Linked DNA regions of Macaca mulatta: region 2 is linked to region 1. The links are chromatin contacts, called in public Hi-C maps. All regions are on one chromosome and are shown on one strand. The core of a region is the stretch at or near the end of the contact, and the rest is flanking DNA. Distances in the headings are between cores, read along the strand shown.

The links. A called contact is a pair of places that touch in the nucleus more often than the background predicts.
Region 2: a contact with region 1 is called in a Hi-C map of fetal cortex germinal zone, with 4 times the contacts expected there. The contact joins the promoter of PTPRF here to the promoter of ARTN in region 1. A contact is called at or near these places in 4 of 14 Hi-C or Micro-C datasets (blood, fetal cortex germinal zone, fetal cortical plate and 1 more).

Annotation. Positions count from the first base shown.
Region 1 is chr1:196,719,754-196,726,357 of T2T-MMU8v2.0, reverse strand. It overlaps ARTN (artemin), which reads left to right and starts at 3,774. Exons shown (of 5, transcript XM_077960633.1): 1 at 3,774-3,911; 2 at 4,138-4,286; 3 at 5,606-5,732; 4 at 6,085-6,247; 5 at 6,318-6,604. The coding sequence starts at 5,673. ST3GAL3 (ST3 beta-galactoside alpha-2,3-sialyltransferase 3) reads left to right here. Exons shown (of 11, transcript XR_013403186.1): 11 at 179-1,202.
Region 2 is chr1:197,134,564-197,141,167 of T2T-MMU8v2.0, reverse strand. PTPRF (protein tyrosine phosphatase receptor type F) reads left to right here and starts at 3,515. Exons shown (of 30, transcript XM_077960287.1): 1 at 3,515-3,726. All of the region lies in intron 1 of MED8 (mediator complex subunit 8), which reads right to left. LOC144337853 (a long non-coding RNA gene) reads right to left here and starts at 2,043. Exons shown (of 2, transcript XR_013411460.1): 1 at 1,716-2,043; 2 at 1,485-1,661.

The DNA.
Region 1 (6,604 bases), core at 2,525-5,024:
CACTCCTAGAGCAGGGCCATCATTACCTTGAAGATACAACTGATTACCAGTATCCGCCTTCAGATTTCCACGGTCACAGAGTGTTGGAGAGTGGTGACTGGAAGAGGGCACCGAGCCCCAGAAGGGGCAGTAAAGGTTTGAGCAAAGGCCCAACTGATCACTTCATCTCTGCTTTCAGTCCTGGACGCACAATATCCAGCGAGAGAAAGAGTTTCTGCGGAAGCTGGTGAAAGCTCGCGTCATCACTGATCTAAGCAGTGGCATCTGAGTGGGTCCAGCACACGGCCATAGAGGCCCAGGCACCACCAGGAGCAGCAGCAGCCAGCACCACCTACACAGGGGTCTTCAGACACAGAGAAGGACAGTGCCAAGGGTCCCAGGGGCAGCAAGGCCTTGGAGCAGCCGGAGCTGTGCCTGCTCAGCAGCCAGTCTCAGAGACCAGCACTCAGCCTCATTCAGCATGGGTCCTTGATGCCAGACGGCCAGCAGGCTCCTGGCTGTGCCCAGCAGACCCAGCATGCAGGCAGGGGGACACTGGGCAGCAAGGCTGCTGCCAGAATCACTTCTCCAATCAGTGTTTGGTGTATTATCATTTTGTGAATTTGGGTAGGGGGGAGGGTAGGGATAATTTATTTTTAAATAAGGTTGGAGATCTCAAGTTGGGTCCACTTGCCATGCAGGAAGAGGCCCACTAGAGGGCCCATCAGGCAGTGTTACCAGTTAGCTCCCTGTGGGGCAGGAGTGCCATGACCAGCCTGTACCTTGCTCTGGGGCTACAGGGTGGTGGGCAGGATCTCAAGCCAGCCCCCTCCAGCTCATGACACTGTTTGGCCTTTCTTGGGGAGAAGATGGGGTATTCCCACTCACCAGCCCTAGCTGTCCCATAGGGAAACCCTGGAGCCGTCCCTTTGGAGCCAACAAGACCGCCCCAGGGCTACAGCAGAACTTTAAAGCTCAGGAGGGTGACGCCTGGCTCGGCCTGCTGGGAAGAGCTCCCCTCCACAGCCGCGGCTGATCCGCAGGACTACCGCAGGCCTGGACTCACCAACTTGCCACATGGTCTAGGTTTCAGCAACAAGACTGCCAGGTGGTTGGGTTCTGCCTTTAGCCTGGACCAGAGGGAAGTGAGGCCCAAGGACCTTACCTAAGCTGTGGCAGCTGTCCCAGGCCACCCCCGTGGAAGCAATAAAGCTCTTCCCCGAGCCTGGTCTCTTTTTGCCTTCTCTGACTTTCTGGAAGAAACAGGAACCTAAAGCCTCAGCAACTACGCCAAAACCTCGGGCCCTCTCTTCAGTCCACACAGTCCTGGGCCCCTTTCACTTCTTGTGTCAGTGCAGGACCTACGTAGCCATCCAGAGGCCTCTGGGCATCTCCTGTATCCTCTTTGCTTTGAGACCAGAGGTTTCAGGGCACACTCTTAGAGGAGACAGAGGCACAGGACTGGAGTCCTAGGACATTGCCTTGGGGTTGCCACAGCCCCACCTCTGGAAGGGCAGGTATTCCTGCAAGCACAGGAAAGATGTACTGCTGAGCCCCTGCAGGAAGCAGAGGCCCACAGACCTACCCTACTACCGACACCCGCCCTCTGGGAAGGACATGCCCCACCCCCCATCATTAGCACAGAGGCACACCCTCTCCCTTCAGCTCCCCTCTAGGCATCCTCTGTCATACTTTAGAAAAGATGTCACCTCGCCTTCTTAAGAGTCCTAGAGTCTGATCCCTCTCTTCCCCAGCATCCCCAGGCAGGCCTGAGAATGGACAGACCAGACTGTCGCCTGCACTTGAGGCCATGAAGTGAGCTTCCTATCACACTGCCACTGGCAGGCAGTAGGTGGGTCAGCCGGCCCCTGCACCCCTCTCTCACCCACCCCAATCTAAGAGTCCAGGCAGCCCTGGATTGCCCTCCCACTGGTGAGCCCTAAGGCTGCAGTCCTGGCCATCCCAAGGACCAGCAGCCTCCCACATGCTCCTTCCCACTGTGGCTGGCCTTAGGCAGAAGCAGGGGGTAAGGGAGGCCCTGACTGAGGGACAGGTCAACCCAGAAACCTCCTCTATATTCTACTGGAAATAAGGTCACTACCATGCACATGTTCCTGCCTGGATGGTGCCCCATGGAGTTGCACAGGGCATAAGCTGAATGCCCATAAGAGGTATTGCTGGCTGAAAAAGCCCCAAGGCAGGTGCCCCAACTGAGCAGCCGGTTGTGGGAGGTGACAGAGCAGATTTCTCCCTGCTTGGCCTCCTATCCCAGGGGGCTCCTGGCACACCTGCAGCAGCCCCACCACCTCCAGCAGCAGTTCTCTGTGGTCTGACTTCTAGTCCTCACCACTGCAGGAAACTACTTTCAAACAAGCTATGGTTCTGAGCCCTGGCCATGCACCAGAATCACCTGTGCAATCTGAAAATTGCACATGTCCACCCGGAAAGTCTGATTCCAGTCTAGGTTGAGGCCCGGATGTGGGTAGGTTTTAAAGGTCCTCAGTAGTTCTGAAGCATAGCCAGGGTACAGCCGGTCCACACTCATCCCCAGTACTCTCATCCCTGCCCACAGCTTCCAATTGCCAGTTGGTTGGCAATTCCCAAATTATCTTTGACAGCGCAGCTCTCTGTGCTTCCCTCCAGGCTACAGATTCACCTGCTTCCTGAACATTTCCACTTGGATAAACCACAGGCCCTTCCAACTCAACATGTCCAACACTGAACTCATGAGCCCCTGCCTTTCCTCCCAGGAACCGGGATGTACCCCTCCCCCAAGTCACCCCGCCAAAGGCACACTTTTGCAGGGCCTACCTACCTCCTCACCCTATCCAGTCAGGCACCAACAAATTTTCAAAATTGCGTGTTCTAGATTGGGGCCTGGTAGCCCCACGCTTCCCTCACGCCCTGCATCAGACCTCATCCTCTTTCTGCAGCAGCCTCCACCTTTCTCTCCAACCCCATCCTCTTTACTACAGCCAGAGTCATCCACAAAAATATCTGTCTGATCACACCATTCTGCTCAAAACCCTCCCATGGTCCCCAGTGTTAGGATCTTTCCATCCATGTTACTCACCCAGCCCTCACCCCACTTGCCAAATTGCCATAATTAGGCATCTGAAATGCTGCCCTCCAGCTACCTACTTCAAGCCTCAGCTCAGATGTTCCTCCTCTGTGACCCCTGCCTTCAGCCCTCAGTACCCACTTCTGCCAACTGCCCTTGCTGTGCCCCAGTGACCCCCGTGTTTGCAAGAGTGTCCATACTCCAAGCCCTAAGCAGCACAGGAGGTGAGCTGTGCGGAGACTAGAGCAGAGTCAGACCCTGAAAGCTTCTGCGAAGAGGCTTAGCAACCCAACGAGGCAGGTGAACTGGCCGCTGAGAGAAGAATCGGGTGGAGCAGAGAGCAGTTGCTGCAGGGCAGACAGCCAGGACCCCCAAATCTGCAGGCACCAGCAGTCAGCCGCCCCACGCAGGGACCGGCCTTCCTCTTGCTCCCCGCCCTCACTCACTTTCTCCCGCCCTCGGCCCGGCCTCCCGGCTCTCTACTTCGCGTGTCTACAAACTCAACTCCCAGTTTCCGTGCCTCTCTACCGCTCGAGTTCTCTACTCTCCATATCCGAGGGGCCCCTCCTAGCATCTACCCCCCTCCCAACCTCGGGGGACCTAGCCAAGCTAGGGGGGACTGGATCCGACGGGTGGAGCAGCCAGGTGAGCCCCGAAAGGTGGGGCGGGGCAGGGGCGCTCCCAGCCCCACCCCAGGATCTGGTGACGCCGGGGCTGGAATTTGACACCGGACGGCTGCGGCGGCGGGCATGAGGCTGCTGAGGGATGGAGTTGGGCCCGGCCTCCAGACAAGGCCCGCGGGCTCCGCCAGCAGCAGGTCCCTTGGGCCCCAGCCCTCGCTGCCACCCGGACCTGGAGCCCCACACCCGAGGTAAGCCAGCCCACTTGCCTGTTTCTGGTGCCAGCCCTGGATGGACGCTCCTGGGCTGGGGGAGTGGACAGGACCACCCCCCTGATCTCCTTTCTTGCATCCTCCCTCTCTTGGGCCCTCGGCACAGTTCTCTGCCCCTCCCAGGCCCTCAGTCCCTCTTGTCGCTTGTTGCACTGTGCTGGCCTTGCCGGCCCACGGTAATGTGACGCTCCCGCTGCCGCTACAGGGTGCAGACTGGCTGCCAAGGCCACACTTTTGGCTAAAAGAGGCACTGCGAGGTGCACAGTCCTGGGCATGCGCCGTTTGAGCTTCGGGGGAAAGCCCAGCACTGGTCCCCGGAAAGGTGCCTAGAAGAACACGGTGCAGGACCCCGTGGTGAGTAGCGGGCTGGTGGATGGGGAGGCAAGGGCTAGAAAACCAAATGGCCCTAGACCACAAGGAGGTAGGAGGCAAGGCCTGAGCTGCCCTCAAGAGACCTGCTCCCGGGCTCCCCCTAGCGCAGAGGGCTCCTAAGGCTGCCCTGCCTGCCTTTCTCTCCATCACGGAGAACAGTCACTGGCCTGGCCCGGAGGCCCTGTTTCCACTTAGCCAAGAGTCGCACACCAGGACCTGGAGGACCACCCCAGGAAGGCCTGGGGGTCTGTTCCACAGGTGTGCAGGCATTCTGTGTGCTAGAGGATGGGGATGAGGGTGGCAGCTGGGACCCAAGAGGAGGTTGGCTAATGAGGACTTATGAAGGCTCTGGGGCCCCAAAAGGGTGTTTGGGAGTGCCAGAAGTGGGAGCTCAGGAGAGGCTGGCTGGAATCAGGAACGATGGCTCAAGGCGGAAACTTCTAGGAGCATGACTACACTGCCAGATCCATAGGAGGCTGGGAAGGGGACAGCCCTAGACCAGCTCTCAGGGTAGCTCAGCTCTCAGAGACCAGGCTGGTATGGAAGCCTAGCTGGCCCTCCTGGGAGTGGCTCAGGCCTGAGTGTAGCTGAGGGGATGGAAGAGCCCACCCTGCTTGGAATCTGCAGGCTTGGCAGGCTCTGCCCCCTGGTGGCCACAGGAAGCCATGGCCCAGGCCCCATGTTTTCCGAGGGTCCCACCATCCCCCGGCTCTGTGATCATTGGGGGACCCCTATGGTCAGAGGAGAGAACTCAGGTGGCTCTGGGTCCAGAACACAGTTCACAGAGGGGCAAGGTGAAGCAGCTCTTGGTGGGCAGCACAGCTTGAGGCTTGGAGCTCACTATTATTAGATAACTCTTAGAGTGACCAACTAGCACTCTCATTCTTCTCCAGGCCTCAGCTTCCTTTCCCGCAGCCTGGGGTGAAGGCCTTTGCAGGACCAAGTGTGTCCAGCTACAACTCCCTCCAGCCACTTCCAGCATCTCCAGCCCTACAGCACAGAGCAGGAAGGTTCTGGGAAAAGAGGACCCCTCTCTCCCCTCTAGCTGTGTGACCTTGTAACCTTAGACAACCTCTGAGCTTCTCTGAGCCTTGTTTGCTCATCTGGAAAAAGGGGATTAAACCATTTACCTCATGGAGTTGTGAAAGAATAGCTGCAAAGCACCTAACACATAGCAAGGTTCCCAGTGCAGCTACTTCTGCTGAGTTGAGTTCAGCTGTCCAGGCCCCTTGTTCCTCACCTGGAGAAACTGGGGTGGCAGGACGGCCTCCCAAAAGATAACTCATCTCTTAATTTGCAAGCTGCCTCAAGAGGAGGGTGGGGGAACAGCTCAACAAAGGCTGATGGGCGCTCCTGGTGTTGATAGAGATGGAACTTGGACTTGGAGGCCTCTCCGCACTGTCCCACTGCCCCTGGCCTAGGCGGCAGGTGAGTGCTTCTCCCAGTGACTCCTACCTGGAGCTGAGGAAAGGCGGCTTGACCGGCGAGGGATAGCAGGGCTTGGCTTGCGCAGCGGTTAGGTGTGGGATGGGAAATGGTCAGGGAGGGACCAGGTGAATGGGAGGAGGAGCGGGACTTCTCTGAATGGTCGGTGCACGCAGGTGATTCCTCCCCTGGGCTCCCAGAGGCAGCAAACCCATTATACTGGAACGTACGCCCTTCCTGAGCTTCCCCTCCACACAGCTAGGAGCCCATCCCCGGCCTGATCTCAGCCCAAGGACAGCCCCTCCTTGAGGTCCTCCCTCCCCAAGCCCACCTGGGCGCCCTCTTTCTCCCTGAGACTCCACTTGGTCTCTCCGCGCAGCCTGCCCTGTGGCCCACCCTGGCCGCTCTGGCTCTGCTGAGCAGCGTCGCAGAGGCCTCCCTGGGACCCGCGCCCCCCAGCCCTGCCCCCCGCGAAGGCCCCGCGCCTGTCTTGGCGCCCCCCGCCGGCCACCTGCCGGGTAGGTGAGAGGGCGAGGGGGCGGGGAGGGGCTCGCCCGGGACACCGCGCGTGACTAGGTCTCATTCCAGGGGGACGCACGGCCCGCTGGTGCAGTGGAAGAGCCCGGCGGCCGCCGTCGCAGCCTTCTCGTCCCGCGCCGCCGCCGCCCGCGCCCCCATCTGCTCCTCCCCGCGGGGGCCGCGCAGCGCGGGCTGGGGGCCCGGGCAGCCGCCCTCGGGCCGCGGGGGCGCGGGGCTGCCGCCTGCGCTCGCAGCTGGTGCCAGTGCGCGCGCTCGGCCTGGGCCACCGTTCCGACGAGCTGGTGCGTTTCCGCTTCTGCAGCGGCTCCTGCCGCCGCGCGCGATCTCCGCACGAC
Region 2 (6,604 bases), core at 2,266-4,765, 420 kb before region 1:
TCACCTACCTTCCAGTACTGTGCTCAGTAGCCCTGGCAATGCGGGGCAGAGGGAACAGCGCTGCCAGAGCTTCAGGACTACCAAGGCCCAGGCTAGCAGGCACACAGGCCAGCGAACACCACGAGCCCCTCTTCTAGTGCATGCCAGGGCTACGGAAGACTGGGGCTGGATGAGCGCTCAGACTTGGTCAGGGAGCTGTTTCCTCACTTAGTCATTTATGTCTGATGGTTCCTTGAGCACGGATAGGAAAGTCAATCTTCATTCCTTTAACAAATATGTATCTATTGTGTGTCAGGACCCTGTGCTGACCACTGGGATATGACAGGGGACAAGGTGGACTCATTTCTCCTGCCTGCAAGGAACCTGCTGTCCATAGATCGGGGAGACAGACACAGATGCAAACAGTAGTGACAGCCAGGATGGCTTCCTGGAGGAAACAATGGTTCCAAACACATACAGTTGGCTCTGAGGTGCCAAACACACTAAAGGTAGAGCAAGTCTTTTTTTTTTTTTTTTTTAACGGAGTCTCACTCTGTGGCCCAGGCTGGTTCAAGCAATTCTCCTGTCTTAGCCTCCCAAGTAGCTAGAATTACAGGTGCACAACACCACACCTGGCTAATTTTTGTATTTTTTTTTTCTTTTAGTAGGGATGGGGTTTCACCATGTTGGCCAGGCTGATCTCGAACCCCTGACCTCAGGTGATCTGCCTGCCTCAGCCCCCCAAAGTGCTGGGATCATAGGCGTTAGCCACTGTGCCTGGCCAGTAGAACAAGTCTTAAGGGGTCTTATATTATAACTGCATGCAAGAGAAGTTAAGACCAGTTTGGCTTTGTGTGTGTGTGGACTGAAACCCAAAAGCCAGAAACTCTCTGCATGTGTCCCTCGTGAAGCCGTATGGTCTCTAGTCTCTATTTTTCAAAATTTGCAGGACTGATGACTGATTGGACAGTGATGCAGGAGGGAAGGTCTCTGCATGTCAGTGACTAAGTGACTGAAGATGACACTGCCTGAGACGGGGAGTACTGCAGATCTGGGATGGGCAGGACAGAGGAGGCTCTTAGTTATACGGATGTGGAGCTCACAGGAGCGGCCCAGACTGGAGATAGAGACTTGGAAGTCATCAGCATATGGTTGGTAGTGGTCAAGATGATCCAGGGAAAAGGGGCAGAGCAAGAGAAAAGAGGAGGCCTAGGACAGAGTCCCAGAAGAGCAGAAGAAGAGGTGGTAAAGGAATCGGAGAGAGAAGCCAGTGAGGAGAGGGTGGGCCAATGAAGCCAAGGAAAAGAACTGCTTTAATAACTCAGCAATGGGCAGGCATAATTGGCTGAAAGTATACTTTTAAAATTTGGGGGCCGACAGGAAAACTCTAAATCCTCAAAGTTCTGGAAAAAAAGGCAAAAATGCTTAAAGATGCATAAAATTTGCAATACCTCCCCTATGGTGCACCAAAATTACCAATTGTGAAAAACCACACACTGGAAATATTCTTTTTTTTTTTTTTTTTTTTTTTTTTGAGACGGAGTCTTGCTCTGCCGCCCAGGCTGGGGTGCAGTGGCCGGATCTCAGCTCACTGCAAGCTCCGCCTCCCAGGTTTACGCCATTCTCCTGCCTCAGCCTCCCGAGTAGCTGGGACTACAGGCGCCCGCCACCTCACCCGGCTACTTTTTTGTATTTAGTAGAGACGGGGTTTCACCGTGTTAGCCAGGATGGTCTACTTTTTTGTATTTAGTAGAGACGGGGTTTCACCGTGTTAGCCAGGATGGTCTCGATCTCCTGACCTCGTGATCCGCCCGTCTCGGCCTCCCAAAGTGCTGGGATTACAGGCTTGAGCCACCGCGCCCGGCCGGAAATATTCATTTTTGATCCGTTTGTCATCCAAACCAAACTGTCTGTCCAGAATCACCAGAGCCAGTCCCATCCCCTCCTCACACACCAGGGGGCGCACACGCACTGTTTGTGAATTCAAGTTCAGGACAAAAACAGGCAGTGAAATCAGGTGGTTACCAGAACCTGATCCCTCAGCCCAGATCCCTGAACATCACAGCAACCTTGCCCTGCACATTACCACGTGATCCCTGAATCCAGGCACCTCAACAATGTCCAAATTTTATTTCTCACCTGACTCCAAACTCAGGTGTTATACCAGAAACACCCCGCAGAAGAAACCCCACAGAGGAGAAATGTCATCTCTTCCTCTGCTCAGTTACCTGACCCAGGGCAGCGGGGGTAGGTTCCCCCAATCTTCATGGTGAAGCCTAGCAAGCAGTGGGGGAGAATGGGGGAGTGGGGGGTGGGGGGGGCGGGGCGGTAGATAGGAAAGAACTGGTGTGGCTTTGGCTGACTCTTCAGTAGTTGTAGCATGGATTGCATGGGGGCGGGGTCTGGAGGCAGGGGCTCTTGGGTTGAAGCTCATCAAATCCCTCTCATCAGTGGGTCTTGGAATAAATCTTCAGGTAGGTTGTTGGTTTCACCCAGACATTTCTAGGGTCATCATTTGAGTTTGATATGAGAAGTCAGAAACTCAATACTGAGATTTAAATTTGACTTAGAGGGCATTATCACGTCTTTAATTCCGAGGCCAATGTAAGGTTCACAGTTGGAATTGGTATAATATTGGGGTATTAGCCAGCCTCTGCTTGGGGTTGACACTAGGTCAGAGAAGTGGAGGGTGAGCATGAGGATGAAGGGGCTTTGTGTGGGGTTTCTGCAAAGCCAGTCTCATCTTGGATTCTAAGATTATTATTAAAGCTGGGTTGGTTTAGGGTCCTAAATGGTCTCAAGGTTGGGTGGGGTTTCAGGTCAGTATCTTTGTTTGGGGGTCCTTTTCTGGTGACTCAATCCCAACTCTGGAATTGAGAATCCCAATTCAGAGTGCATTGGTGTTGATCTGGGAATGGGAGAGCAGTACTGGAGTTTTATGTAAGGCTTGGGGTTCAGAAGAGAGAGAATTGGGGTCCATAGCAAGGTAGCTTTTGGACTTTAGGGTTCATTTAGGGACTGGGGGCTGAGCATTAGCACAGGGGTCCATTTAAGGTCCAGAGTTGGTGCTAACATCACTATCAAGGTTAGGGCAGGTAGAGTAATAAAGAGGTTTAGAGTCAGAATTGGTATTTGGGATCAGTACAGAGGTTCAGAACAAAATTCCTACTTGTGCTAATTTGGGGGCAGATTAAGGGCTTTGGATTCAATATTGGGTTTAGGGCAAGGTGTAGACTCAGTATCAGGTTCAGATCTGTATGGGGAGGAAATGCGGTCCTAGAATGGTATTAGGTTCATGCTAGGACTGGGAACCACTAGAAGGATCTGGATGTAGTATCAGAGTTTGGTCTGTCCATGTTCATTATTGGGGTTCGGGTTCAACATTGAGGTTCCGGTCGGTTTCGACTTGGCGTTGAGTTGTGGCCTCTCTGGGCCTCCGCGGCTCCGCGGCTCTACGAGCGAGAGTGCACGAGGGGAGGGGCGGCGCCGGGGGCGCGCACGGCAGGGGCAGGGGCGCGGGCGCGAGCGAGAGGGGAGCGCGCGGCTGGAGCTGGCGCGGGAGCGGCGGGAGCGGTGGCGGCGGCAGAGGCGGCGGCTCCAGCTCCGGCTCCGGCTCGGGCTCCGGCTCCAGCTCGGGTGGCGGTGGCGGGAGCGGGACCAGGTGGAGGCGGCGGCGGCAGAGGAGTGGGAGCAGCGGCCCCAGCGGCTTGCGGGGGGACATGCGGACCGACGGCCCCTGGATAGGCGGTGAGTGACCCCCAGGCCCCCCGCCAGCCCCCTCCGCGCCCGTCTCTTCCCCGTACTCCTTGCCCTCCCCGCTAGTCCACCCGGCGGAGCTGGGGGCGGTCCCGGGGGGACGAGGGCGCCGCTGAGGCCGGGCCGCGCCCCCACCTGCCGCGCCCGCAGCCTCGGCGAAGCCCCCCCCACGCCCCAGCCTGGCGGCTCCTCCCCGCTCACCCCGCGGCAGACGCGCCCCCAGCGCTGCCGGCTGGCTCGCTCCCCGCCGCCCCTCGCTGCCTCCCTCCCTCTCCGCCGCACCTTAGCCGCAGCCCGCCCCCCCTTCCCCCGCCCAGCGCAAAGTTTCCCGTTTGCGCTCTTGCTCCCCCTCATCAGTCCCGCCTCGTCCCCCCTTCTAGCGCGGACGCGCTCCGGGGGCGGCCCTCAGACCCCTCAGCCCCCGGCTCCGGGCGGGTCCAGGCCGCGCCCCCGCCCCCGCCGCACAGGCGCCCCCTCCCAGCCGACGGGGGATCCGCAGCCGGCGCGCCCGGGTCTCGCTCGCGGCCCCGGCGCACGTGCAGTCCCGGGCTGCGCCGGGCGCGAGTTTGGAGCCCCCCACCCCCTTCGTTCGCGAGCACGGGTTGGGGAGGGGCTGAACGGGTTGTGCCCGCCCCCAACCGGGTGCAACGCCCTGGAGGCCCTGGAGCGACCTGTCCCATGAGGACGTGGCCACTCGGACCCGCTCCGAAAGTTCACTCAGCGGCTGCCCCGCGTCCTGTCCCGAGCCGTGCCGGCTCCCCATCGTCGTGCCCACGTCTCTGTCTCGGCTGCTTTCTGTTTTCCTTGGCGTCTTTGCCTCCCCGTGTCAGTGCCCCTGCAATCCCAGGGTCTCTCCGGCTGTCTCCGTTCTTTTTCCCCAGATCACTCTGTTCTTTCTCCCCAGGTCTCTCCGTTCTGTCTCCCTGGGTCATCTTGTTCCCTGTTCCTGAGTCTCTCTGTTCTCTCCCCTTGGGTCTCTTCTGTTTCCTCTCCCTGGGTTCTGTCTCCCTCCCTAAGTGTCTCTCTGCCTCTTGTCTCTCACGCATCTCTTGGTGTCTCTGCACCCTCTGTGCTAGGCGCCCCCCCATTTCCCTGGAATGCTGCCCCTCTGGTTCTTCCACCTCGGAGGGGGAGGGGCTAGACTTTCTCCCCATTTCAAACCCCCCTGCCCCCCAGTGCAGGGCCCCTGAGTTGGAGCAGGTTGGGGGTGGGGAGCGCTACCTGCCTGAGCTGTGAAATGGGAGAGGGAGGCTGCCCCAGCCTGCGGGTTGTCTGGATCTCCCTGAGGGGCCACAGAGCAGGGCCGGGAGGCTGCATTAGGATGAGGAAGGCTCCACTTCTGAAGGAACAAGGGCAGAGATCCAGAGCGACCTGGTGCCAGATCTGGCCTGAGAACCAGGGAAGTGCACTGGGGTGAGAGGCGTAGAAAAGGATATGGGGTGTTGGTTCCAGGCGGGTGCTCATGGGGAGAGATCTGCTGAGAAGGGAAGATCTGATGGGGGATCCTTTGGGAGGCTTCGGGGATCTGAGGGATCCAGAAGAGAGTTCTGACAGGCTATCTAAGGAAATTTCTGTGCTTAGCGCCTTATTAACTCTTGCTTCAGGGAGCATGAAAATCCCTGTTTTTTACTGATTATATGAATGAGCCTAGGGCTCCGAGAAGGAGCAGGTGTAACTCCCCAAGTACAACCCCCTACATTCTCCGCCCCAGGCACAGGCCACAGTCTCTCCTACCCTCTTGCCTTCATTTCCACACTCAGCTCACCCCCCTCCACCCCCCCACACACTCCCTGTTCAGCTGCTTTCTTGACCCCACTCACAAACCTGGACCCGCATGCCGGCCAGTGCTCAAGCAATCTGTGCCTGCACACTCGCAGCACACCTGTGCACATGCACAGTCATCCTTGTGCATTTTTGTATATGCACTTTCTTGCACATTTTACTTGCTCAGTCTCCCTCATCATTTGAAGTGTCTGTATAGTGTTGTGTGTTTTTTTTTTTTAGTTTCTTTTTCCAACTGCTCTTCCTCTTCCCTCTTTCAACAAGAAAATTGTTTTAACATAATTCCTTCCTTTTTCCCTTTCTTCCTTCCTCTTGCAACTACTGATACCTCCCCTTTATCCAGCTTTGTGTGCCCTGTGCAGGTTGGCTTGGTGTACAGGGCTGCCGAGAGAGGAGGGGGTGGTTGGGTGCTGGTGAAGAAATTTGGCGGGGCAGAGTTATAGACTGCAGCAGACGTAAACTAGCAACACATCTTTTGTAGGTAATCGTATTGATATGCAGCAAAATACCAGCCCTGGCAATTTGGGCACAGTCCACCCTTTTTTCCATCAGCCCGAACTATGGGAGTCTAGCTTTAAGGATCCTCACTGGGGGCGGGGAGGAGGGGACCCAGACCTCCTGCAATAGAGGTTGTGATACATACCACGGCTCCTCCACTTTCCAGCTTCAGGCCTCAAAGAGGCCCCTTTCTCCCTGAGTCTCAATTTCACTCCCTGTAAAATGGGGCAGCTAATCCAACCCGGACTTGGTCCCAGGGCTGTTGTAAGAATCCAAGGGAACTGTGTGGCAGTGCATCATCAGCAGTGGCAGTCACTTCCCATGTGACTGACACTGCTGTGTGCTTGGTCCAAGCTTGCAGCCAGGGCCCTGCCCTCGAGAAGCTCGTGGTCCCTGGGGGAGCAGGTTGCACCATGAGAATGCAAAAGCAATTCAGTTACCTGTTATTGATTGCTGACTGTGTGCCAGACCCCGGGGTAGGCACTTTCAGCCCCGGCTGCCTTGCTTCCTTTGGGACTAACAGCTATGTAGAAGAGGCAGCCCACGCCTAAGGTTCAGGCATCTGCTCAACTAAAGCAGCTGCAGTTCT